3 separate regions of the Mus musculus genome follow, and all the other regions are linked to region 2. A link is a contact called in public ChIA-PET and promoter capture Hi-C data. All regions are on one chromosome and are shown on one strand. Each heading gives the region's core, a stretch centred on a gene start, on an enhancer-like site or on the middle of the called end of the contact. The rest is flanking DNA. Distances are from core to core; before and after follow the strand shown.

What was found. Promoter capture Hi-C pulls out the DNA fragments that hold promoters and counts their contacts. ChIA-PET counts read pairs in DNA pulled down with a chosen protein or histone mark.
Region 1: a contact with region 2 is called in an RNA polymerase II ChIA-PET map of memory CD8 T cells, with 22 read pairs. The contact joins the enhancer-like site here to the promoter of Pccb in region 2. A contact is called at or near these places in 6 of 39 promoter capture datasets (the C10 cell line, the HPC-7 cell line, HPC-7-derived erythroid cells and 3 more), 1 of 115 datasets of contacts at active chromatin or transcription factors (memory CD8 T cells) and 2 of 9 other capture datasets (adipose tissue and liver).
Region 3: a contact with region 2 is called in a promoter capture Hi-C map of embryonic stem cells, with 2.1 times the contacts expected there. The contact joins the enhancer-like site here to the promoter of Pccb in region 2. A contact is called at or near these places in 15 of 39 promoter capture datasets (the 3T3-L1 cell line, 3T3-L1-derived adipocytes, cranial neural crest and 10 more) and 4 of 115 datasets of contacts at active chromatin or transcription factors (embryonic stem cells, epiblast stem cells and large pre-B cells).

What each region holds. Positions count from the first base shown.
Region 1 is chr9:100,684,583-100,687,804 of GRCm38.p6, forward strand. All of the region lies in intron 1 of Stag1 (stromal antigen 1), which reads left to right. Among named protein-coding and RNA genes, the nearest start is that of Stag1, 43 kb to the left of the region's middle. Within about 2 kb of position 1,384, at least 50 of the 459 cell types and tissues checked have an H3K27ac peak or open chromatin away from gene starts, as enhancers often do. A contact at or near this core is called in memory CD8 T cells, where this site is marked.
Region 2 is chr9:101,033,257-101,036,202 of GRCm38.p6, forward strand. It overlaps Pccb (propionyl Coenzyme A carboxylase, beta polypeptide), which reads right to left and starts at 1,628. Exons shown (of 15, transcript NM_025835.3): 1 at 1,413-1,628. The coding sequence starts at 1,601.
Region 3 is chr9:100,604,589-100,607,677 of GRCm38.p6, forward strand. It overlaps a transcript of Stag1 not described here. Among named protein-coding and RNA genes, the nearest start is that of Slc35g2, 35 kb to the left of the region's middle. Within about 2 kb of position 1,488, at least 102 of the 459 cell types and tissues checked have an H3K27ac peak or open chromatin away from gene starts, as enhancers often do. A contact at or near this core is called in embryonic stem cells and stem cell-derived epiblast-like cells, where this site is marked.

The DNA.
Region 1 (3,222 bases), core at 134-2,633, 350 kb before region 2:
CTTACTGGAAGTTCTGCCCTTCTCCTTCTTGACCCAGCTATTGGCTGTTAATTCTTTATTACAACCAGTCAGTAGTGAGACAACCTCCGATACATTCCTAGATTGCCTGTATGCATGTGAGGATGGACTAATGTTAACAAAATAGAGAACTGGCTATTGTCCATAGAAATGACAGTGATGAGAATCTTGCCAGCACTGAGCTCTTTGATGATACTGAACGAACAATTAAAAATAGAGACACACAACAATTTGAGGAAGGTCACTCCAACAGTTTCTCTTTGTCATCTTCATTATATTCCCTTCCTAAACTTCTGTTTTAGTAACTACAGTAGTCTCTAGCTGTTAATCCATTCTTTGAAGTTTTTGAAAATTTAAAGTTATAGTAATTATATGTAAATAGAATCTTCTGTCACATTTAAGTTTCTGGAGCTTGTTAATAAAAAGTTCTTTATCTAAATTATCCTGTTGGGAGTACCTCCCCTAACATGGTGAGCAATACCATGAATTTATGCATTCTGTTTACTTGAACTATAGAAAAATTGCTTTTTGAGGCTGTTTTTTGTTTTGTTTTGTTTTGGTTTTTCGAGACAGGGTCAGGCTGGCCTCGAACTCAGAAATCTGACTGCCTCTGCCTCCCAGGCGCTGGGATTAAAGGCGTGTGCTACCACGCCCGGCTGAGGCTAAGTTTTTAAATTGTGGACATTCACAAACTATTTCGTTGGCACTGTTTTGCAAAGAACAGGTTATGTTTTGGATGTTTCATATCCCCAGCATTGCAAAAATTATTCAAAGAATAAAGTTTTTTGTTACAGAGTTGAATAGTGACTGCTGATAAATCCTAGCTAGCTGTACGTCTTTTTTAAAAATCAGGAATCTATGGGAAGTGATCTCAATTATCAGTGAATTACAAAAATATTTCTTTTAAATAGTCCAATGTCTTGTGGTGTTCACATTGACCAAATATTGAAAAACATTTTGGTAAACCACATTTAGGCCAACTTTCTCATTAATATGGCTTCATGACAGTTTGACAGTATATTGTGGCATATGTTCATTCATTATCCTTGATGTTTCATTTGCTAAAAATAGTCCTAAAAATTCCTTAAAGCAGTTTTGTTCTTTAAAAAGCATAGTGTTCAACTGTCACATCTTATTAATTATAGGCTTCATTTTGAAAAATAAATCACAATAGAATTTTAGGTCAAGTGTATCAAATGTCCCTTTTGTTAAGAGATTGTTGCCTTTTTAAGGTAGTTTCTCTTTCATTTGGATAATGTGCTGTGTTGAGCTTTGGTTGTTAATTGATAGATGTGGTATCCTCTCTGTGAGAGCTTTTAAAATGCATAACACGTATTTCAGAAAGCAGCTGTTGCTATGGCAACTCTCGGGGTCACTTGCAGCTCAGCTTACATGATTGGCTGTTAATGGAGCCTAATATGCTTGAGAAGAGAATTGAGCAAATGAAAGAGGGTTTGAAGGAATCCTCTTAAACCACTTGAAGTTTAACAAAATAGCACTCAAAAATTTAACACTTATATTACTGTTACTCAGTTTTATATGAGTGATTTTATGAGTAATGACAAGTTCTGAAAAATAATTTTTATAAACTCTTAAGAATGTTGGAATCTTGTTACTATTTTCCCTCACATACTGTTGTTTAAAGAAACACAGCTGTCAGTCATGTTCTGCGCTCTACACTCAAACCTCTGAGAAGTTAATTGAATTGAGGCATGAGAAGGTTGTTAATTGTATGGGGCCAGAACAAGTAGTAAAACCAGGAATAGTGTCTACATTTAGTGTAGTTATGTGAATTAGGTTAGAGTCACTTTTTATTCAGATTCTTAAGATAGTTCCATGAATACCTGCCTCTCTTATGGGAGTGTTTGAATGGTATAGGAAGAGATGGTGCAGTGTACTTTGAATTTTGAGGTTGATACAGTAAACACAATTAAGCATAAGAATTTCTAGAAATTCTGTCAAGCTGGCTCAGTGGGCAAAGGCTCTTGCCACCAAAACTGATAACCTGAATTCAACCTCTGAGACCACCATGGTGGAGGAATAGTCCTTATTCCTACAAGTTGTTCTGTAACCCCCTCCAAGTGCATCATGGCATGGAGTGTGTGCACTTGTATCCCCCGCCCCCAGATGTAGTGAACAGTTTAAAAAGAACTGGCATAATGAAAATGAATCATGTAGAATGGCACCAGTAATGTCAACCTTGTTAAATGACAGTTTTCATCTGTGTCCACCTACTATCACTTCTATAACTACGGTATTAATAATAGAGTGTCTTGCCGGGGGGTGGTGGCGGCGCACACCTTTAGTCCAAGCACTTGGGAGGCAGAGGTAGGCGGATTTCTGAGTTCAAGGCCAGCCTGGTCAACAAAGTGAGTTTCAGGACAGCCAGGGTGTCTTCATTTTAGCTATTAGATAATAGTATATGTAATTAAAATTAGGTTGTTATTCAGGTGATGTTTGGAGAATAATAACATCTCTTCAGAAATTATTTTATTTTGTAAAAGTGACTTGGTTGTCTAGGGCAGAAGGTATTGGAAATAGAACTAAAATATGGGACTTATTATATCTGTTTCTACCTCTAGAGCTTTAAAAAATTGATTATACATATAGACCAAGACATTGAGAGACAGAGTCAGGAGGATTGTGAGCTTGAGGCAAGTCTGAGCTACATAACAAGACCCTGGGCTTGGGAATGTAATGTGCTCAGTGGTAGTATATGTCTAAAATGAACAAGACCTTGTGGCTTCCCCAGCATAAAAAACAAACAAAAGATTATGGTGTAGTGCTTAAACCGATGCACCAGATTTTACTCTGCTGGTATATTTTGTTATTTGATTTTTGACTTTGTTGTCAGAAATAGCAATAATTACCTTTGATTTATTAAAGAGATATTTAGAAATTTTTAATCATTTTGTTTTTAAATGGTACTGTTCAAGTGATTAAGTGATTCTACATCCTGTTCTACTGAGACAATAATAGAAGTACTAGATTATGTTGTTACCTGGTAAAATTAACAGTTCTCTTTGATATTAGGAAAAATAAAGTTCAAGAAGTTAACATTAGTCTTAGAGTGCTACTATTAGTAACATTTTAAAAAAGCTTATTCTCTCTCTATAGGAGTATACATAGAGTAGATCATTCTTTATATGTGCACTTACAATTTTCCCTCTATAGGCATTTCAACTTTAATTTTTCATGAACATT
Region 2 (2,946 bases), core at 378-2,877:
AAAGAGGCTGTGGAAAACAAATGTACTTTGGGGGGAAATAATCTAACAACTACGGAGATAGACAGATAGATAGATATATAGATAATAGACAGATCGATAAATTTTAAGATATTCATACTTTCTGGTCCTCTTTTAGGACATCTGATTCACGGACATAATGAAAAACTTGCTTAAAGGGAACACAAATTAGCCTCCCAACTAAATAAACTCTGACAGCAGAAAACCTGCTCTGAAGGCCTTAATGTAAGAGCATCAGGATCTTGCCTGGGGTGCAATAGGCAACTGAGCAAGGGTGTCCCAAGAGAAAGGTTACCAGAGCAGTGACAGGCTTTCCCAGGGAACTTAATAGCCCTTCAGAGGGACCCCAAGGGAGAGAGGGCTTATGGCTCACCATAAACCTTACAACCACATTTACATCCCTAAGTGTCAAGAGGAATAAATAGTTTTCCTTGAGCATTTTTCTTTTTTCAAACCTAACTCAGGACATCTGAATCAACATTTGACCCAGATTTTCACACACTTGGGTAAGACTTGCATGCCCTTCACAGGAGCCCTTCCCTTAGGGAACCTTCATGTTAACTTATCCAGCTCTTCTGCCTGGACTCACTCAGTTGTCAAGGACACACTGGGCAAGTCTGGCTTCAAGTCTAGGGTCACCTCTTCCAGCTTCTGTTGTTTTTTGTTTTTCTGCTGCTAAATGACCTCCCCAGAAGAAGCTCAAATGTGATTCCCGCCTCAGCTGCTCTCAGCAGAGTAGCCTGAGAGTTTATAGAAAGTCCACCTGCTTCCTATGCAGCAGATCGATACATGAACCTCTCAAGAGGCCAACCAGACTTCCTCGGTCACAGGCGTCACAAATCCCCAGCACGCAGGGAGACAACACACCAGGTTAATGTGAACATAACCAAGTTTTTTCTAATACTTCGTGCCTGGGTTTTACTGCTTCCTTCCCCGAGAAGAGGGAAGGGAAAAAAAAAAAAAAAAAAAAAACTGTCATAAACACTTTCAGGCAGCGGGAGAACAATCCCGTCTTTTAAATTCAGAGCCTGTGGCCGATTAACGTGGCAATCTTATTCAAACAAGACCTGGAAGACATTATTCTGTTTACGGTGCTTTCTAAAGACCACCTTTCCCAAAAGTTCAAAGCTGCTAAGTGGAGCGCAGCTGGAGACCGGTCACATCCATCCATCCATCCGACGACCAATGCCCACCACCACCGCCTGGGGACCTCCCTAAGTGGTGCAGATGTCTACTGACACCCGAGGGGGCTCTAGGTTCTCCAGGTGGACGTTCTCGCCGCGCCCCTCCCAGGCGCAGCGCCTATTGGCTGGGAGGCTCGTGCGCCGCGAGCCCGGCGCGCTGTGATAGGGCGGGAGCGGAGGGGGCGGGACGCACTGGCGCCCGTGACTCACTCGCTTGTGCTGCGCGTCGATGCGGCGCTGGCCTCCTCCCAGCAACGCTGCATGGCGCTTGTTGTCGATGCGCTCTTTAACTGAAACCGGCTGGCTGCAAAGGCCGCGGGTCGTGATGCCGAGGCCGCAATTCAGAACGCTGAGCCTCGCTCCAGCCGCCACCGCCCGAATCCTAATCGCCGCCGCCATTTTTTTTTTTTTTTTTTTTTGACTGCCAGCGTGACACACACTGCACCTCAGGACGCATGCGCAGAGAGCGTAGACATTGCGAGTCTGCGCCTGCGCGTCGTCGCTGGCCCTAAAGCTGGTAGCAGTCACAGGCTTGCATTCAGGCTCAAGGCGGTCCTGTTCTAGGAAATACCTGCCTCTCAGCTCTGTGCCCGTGTAGCCACACAGAACAAGGACTTCATTCCTCGTTCTGCGTTAGCCATCTAAACTCCAGGCTTCGTCGACCCTCTTCCCCCCAAAAATGAATAGATAATGAGCTCTGACCAACTTTTACCAAATGCTGTGCCAGGTTTTGCTCTTAAAACTTAGCCTTGAAATAATTTATATCCAGATTTCAGAGATGGGATACACAGGAACAGAAGTAGGTTTGTATGGCGTCAAGACTGAAATGTTTTGTGAGCTACGTATTGAGCTCCAGAGAGGGTCTCTTAAAGGGGAGAGGAGCTGGGAAGCTACTTGGCTCAGTGCTAAGTTAAAGCCTTTGCCAGCCTGAGTATGAGGACCAAAATTGGGGTCCCCAAACTCAGTACTCAGCCAGAGTAATGAGTGTCTGTACAGAGAGGTTGCCTAGGTGAGATAGCTGACAGAAATAAAAGAATCCCAGGAAGCTCACGGAACAGCCACCCTAGCATGTACAGAAGCAAATGAGACCCAATTCTCACACAAATAAGGGGACCATTGACACCCCATGTTGTCCTGTGACTTCCACATGTGCACGCCCAAACTCTGATACACACAAATTATTTGATGTTTTTTAAGTTTGTGACGAGACACAGAATGGTGAAGTAAACTTTTAGAGACCATTGTGCTAGGTCTAGGCTCCATAGGGTTTTACAGTAGGGGAGAGAGGTTGGCCTCAACCCCGAATACACCAAAGACAAGATGTATCGGGGAGGGAGCTCAATGGATAGAAAATTAATAGGGAACACAGGGCAAGGAGCAATCTGACAAACAACGTTTGCTTGGTTGAAGGCAAGCCAGGGTGCTCAGACATCATTTGGGGGACAGTGGAAGAAGAACCTTATCAAATATGGAGGGCGATCCCTCATCAAGGGTGGAAGATTCTGGCATAACTGACTTAGCAGGATTCTTGGCAAAGCTACCCTCTAGAAGAGAGGACCTGGGAGCCAAGGTCAGTTCTATTCAAGAGATGCTCAGTAGAGCCTGACCGAAGTTTGGTCAAGAAGAGAATCTTGTCAACACAGCGGCTTTGGCATTAGCTGGGAGGAAATAGGAAAAGTAAACTAGGAGCAGACTGCTCGGGCTCAGACCTACTAATCAGAGGGGATGCAAGGCGGCGGCGGGG
Region 3 (3,089 bases), core at 238-2,737, 430 kb before region 2:
AACTGTTGTTTTGACCATTTGCCCTGTGTTCTCTAGATTCTCTCTCTCTCTCTCTCTCTCTCTCTCTCTCTCTCTCTCTCTCTCTCTGTCCTCTTGGCTCTCTCCTAGTCTTCTCTCTCTAGCCTCTCTCTCTTTTCTCTTCCTCTCTCACACTCTTGCCCGTGTCACGTTCTCAGTTTAGTATATAATTATATTCACCTATATATGAACGTAGCCATAAAAATACATCTCCTCCTCCTCCTCCTCCTCCTCCTCCTCCTCCTCTTTCCTCCTCCTCCTCCTCCTCCTCCTCCTCCTCCTCCTCCTCCTCCTCCTCCTCCTCCTCCTCCTCCTCCTCCTCCTCCTCTTCTTCTTCTTCTTCTTCTTCTTCTTCTTCTTCTTCTTCTTCTTCTTCTTCTTCTCTTCTTCTTGTGTTAGTGAACCAAGTCATAAGGCTTGTTTGCAGCTGCAAGGCCTGATTATGAAGGTTACATATTCTGAACTAGATTCCTTCCCCTTGTCAGCTCGTGGCAGCTATAGCAACTGTTCAGGGGAGATTCTGAGGACAGTAGTCCTAAGAGATTTCTTTTGGTATCTGCAGGGCAGGCCCCACCTCATTTAGCATAGTGAAGCAAGACATTTTTGGAGGCTGTCAGTTTGACCTAAAAGGCATCTCTGATCACTTTCTTTATTAAAGAGGTTCTCTGTGTGTGTTTTGTTTGTTTGTTTGTTTGGTTGGTTGGTTGGTTTTTGGTTTTGTTTTGTTCTACTTTTGAGATAGGGTTTCTCTGTGTAGCTTTGGCTGTCCAGGAACTTGCTCTGTAGACCAAGCTGGCCTCAAACTTAGAGATCTGCCTGTCTCTGCCTCCAGAGTACTGGGATTAAAAACATGTGCCACCACTGCCTGGCTTTCTCTTGTGTGTGTGTGTTTTTAAAGGTTTAGTGTGTGTGTGTGTGTGTGTGTGTGTGTGTGCATACTACACACATGGGTGGCTATGGAAGCCAAATAAGGGTGTAGGATTCTCTGGAGCTACACCCCCCAGAGTCACAGATGGTTGTGAGCTGCCCAACATGGAACTTGAGTCTGGGAATAGGTCTCAGGTCCTCTGGAGGTGCTCTTAACCATTGAGCCCTATCCAGCCTTAATTCCTTCCTTTGTACTACCCAAACAGCCTTCTAGTAGGTCTTCCTGACTTGGGTTTTGCTTCAAACCAGAATGAAGCTTGTAACAAATATCTCTGTAGAATAAGATTGCTCAGTGGCTTTCAACATTGACATAATCTCAGGAAACTTGATGGAAATCCTACTTTTAATTCAGGGCGATGTTTTATAAAGTAGTCAGATTTTTCTTTAGTTTAGTCTGGAATTTCACTAATGTCTCGCTGAAACAAACTGATTCTTCCTCCAGATGCAGAGTTCTTTCACCCAGGATCCCTGAGGGCAGAGATCCCAGGTGACCTTGGGATGAGAAAGGCTGTGGAGAATGTCTGGAATCTCTCAGCAAGACTTGCCTGACCATGCTAGCTAGGCAGGTGACGTCACTTCAGCCAAAGAGGAATTACTGTCTAGCAGAGTGCAGGAGAGGGGGCTGGGGAAGATGAAGACACATCACATTAAAATTCAATGCAAAGTGAAATGCTTGTCGCAAGCAAGGGAGAATGACTCAGCAAGCGACCTGTTTCCAGAAGTGTAGTCGCTGCTTTCTGCAGTAATTCTATTAAACAGAGAAGCAGAGTCTCATCATCTATTTGAAGTAATTCCCTGACTCGCCAGATGGCAAATAAACAGCAAATACGTTGTCTAGAGTAATTTTTTCAGTTGTAAAGTGAGAGGTCTGTTTAGGGTCACAGATGCTTGGCACGATTGGTCATTGGCAGAGCATTGGCTCTTGGCAGAGTGAGAGATGTTTTGGTTTTCCAGTCCAGCTCTGCTTCTTTGTTTATGGTTATAATGCATAATTACCCCTTCTCCTGTTAGCAGTCATGCTAACATGTGCGTGCAAATACACACACACACACACACACACACACACACACACACTTACCAAGTCTCTTGAGAAATAAACACATACATGCATGCATTTATTCCATTTTCTCTGAATGTGTGCACTAAATACCTATGCTGCTATTTTTTTTTTAAACATCGGGACTCTAACAACGTAAGTATTGAATTCTGTAGGAGTTTTAGGAGGTGTAGGTAGTCATGCAACCAATCTTGTCTTGTAGTGTAACTTTAGCCACACATTCAGTAACAGAATCAGAAATATGCCACTGGGCCGATCAGTGGTGGCACACACCTGTAATCCTAGCACTTGGGAGGCAGAGGCAGGCAGATTTCTGAGTTTGAGGCCAGCCTGGTCTAGAGAGTAAGTTCCAGGACAGCCAGGGCTACACAGAGAAACCCTGTCTCAAAAAAATAAAAAAACAAAAAAAACAAAAAAACAAAAAAACAAAAAACCAAAAGACAAAAAAACAAAAAAAAAAAAAGAAAAAAGAAAAATGTCACTGTCTTAGTTGAGGCTCCATACAAGGAAACCCCCAAGGCTAGGATTAACTGAAAGAAGATAGGGAGCATTCATAAGAGAAAGACCTTGTATCTATGAAAATCTTGACATAGCTTAGGCTTGGCTGAGTGTTGTTCATGGAGAAGATAACATACACTTACGTTATAGTTTGAATCTGAAATATCCCCCATAGCTTATGCTTAAATACTTCTTCCCCAGAAAATGAGGCTATCTTGGGATTGACTAGAGAACCTGTAGGAGGTAGAGCCTGGCTAGTGGAAGTCTCACTAGACATAGGTCGTGGGAGGTTGTATCTGGTCCACTTCCTGTCTTGCTCTCTGCTTCCAGATTCCCAGTGACGTGAATAGCTTCTACCACACACTCCTCCCTCCCTTAGTGGAGTTGCTCTGCTCTGCCTTCCTTGCTGAGTCTCCTCCATTACCATGAGCTAAAATAACTCCTCACCTTAAGTTCATTATAATGGCCAAAAGTAACCTGCAAGCCCCACCTGCCCAGCAACTTCCTGGAATGCTGGGAATTGTAGTTTTTGGAAAATAAGAATGGGATTATATGGTGACCTATAGGGTTGTCCTTATAATCCCTTGCA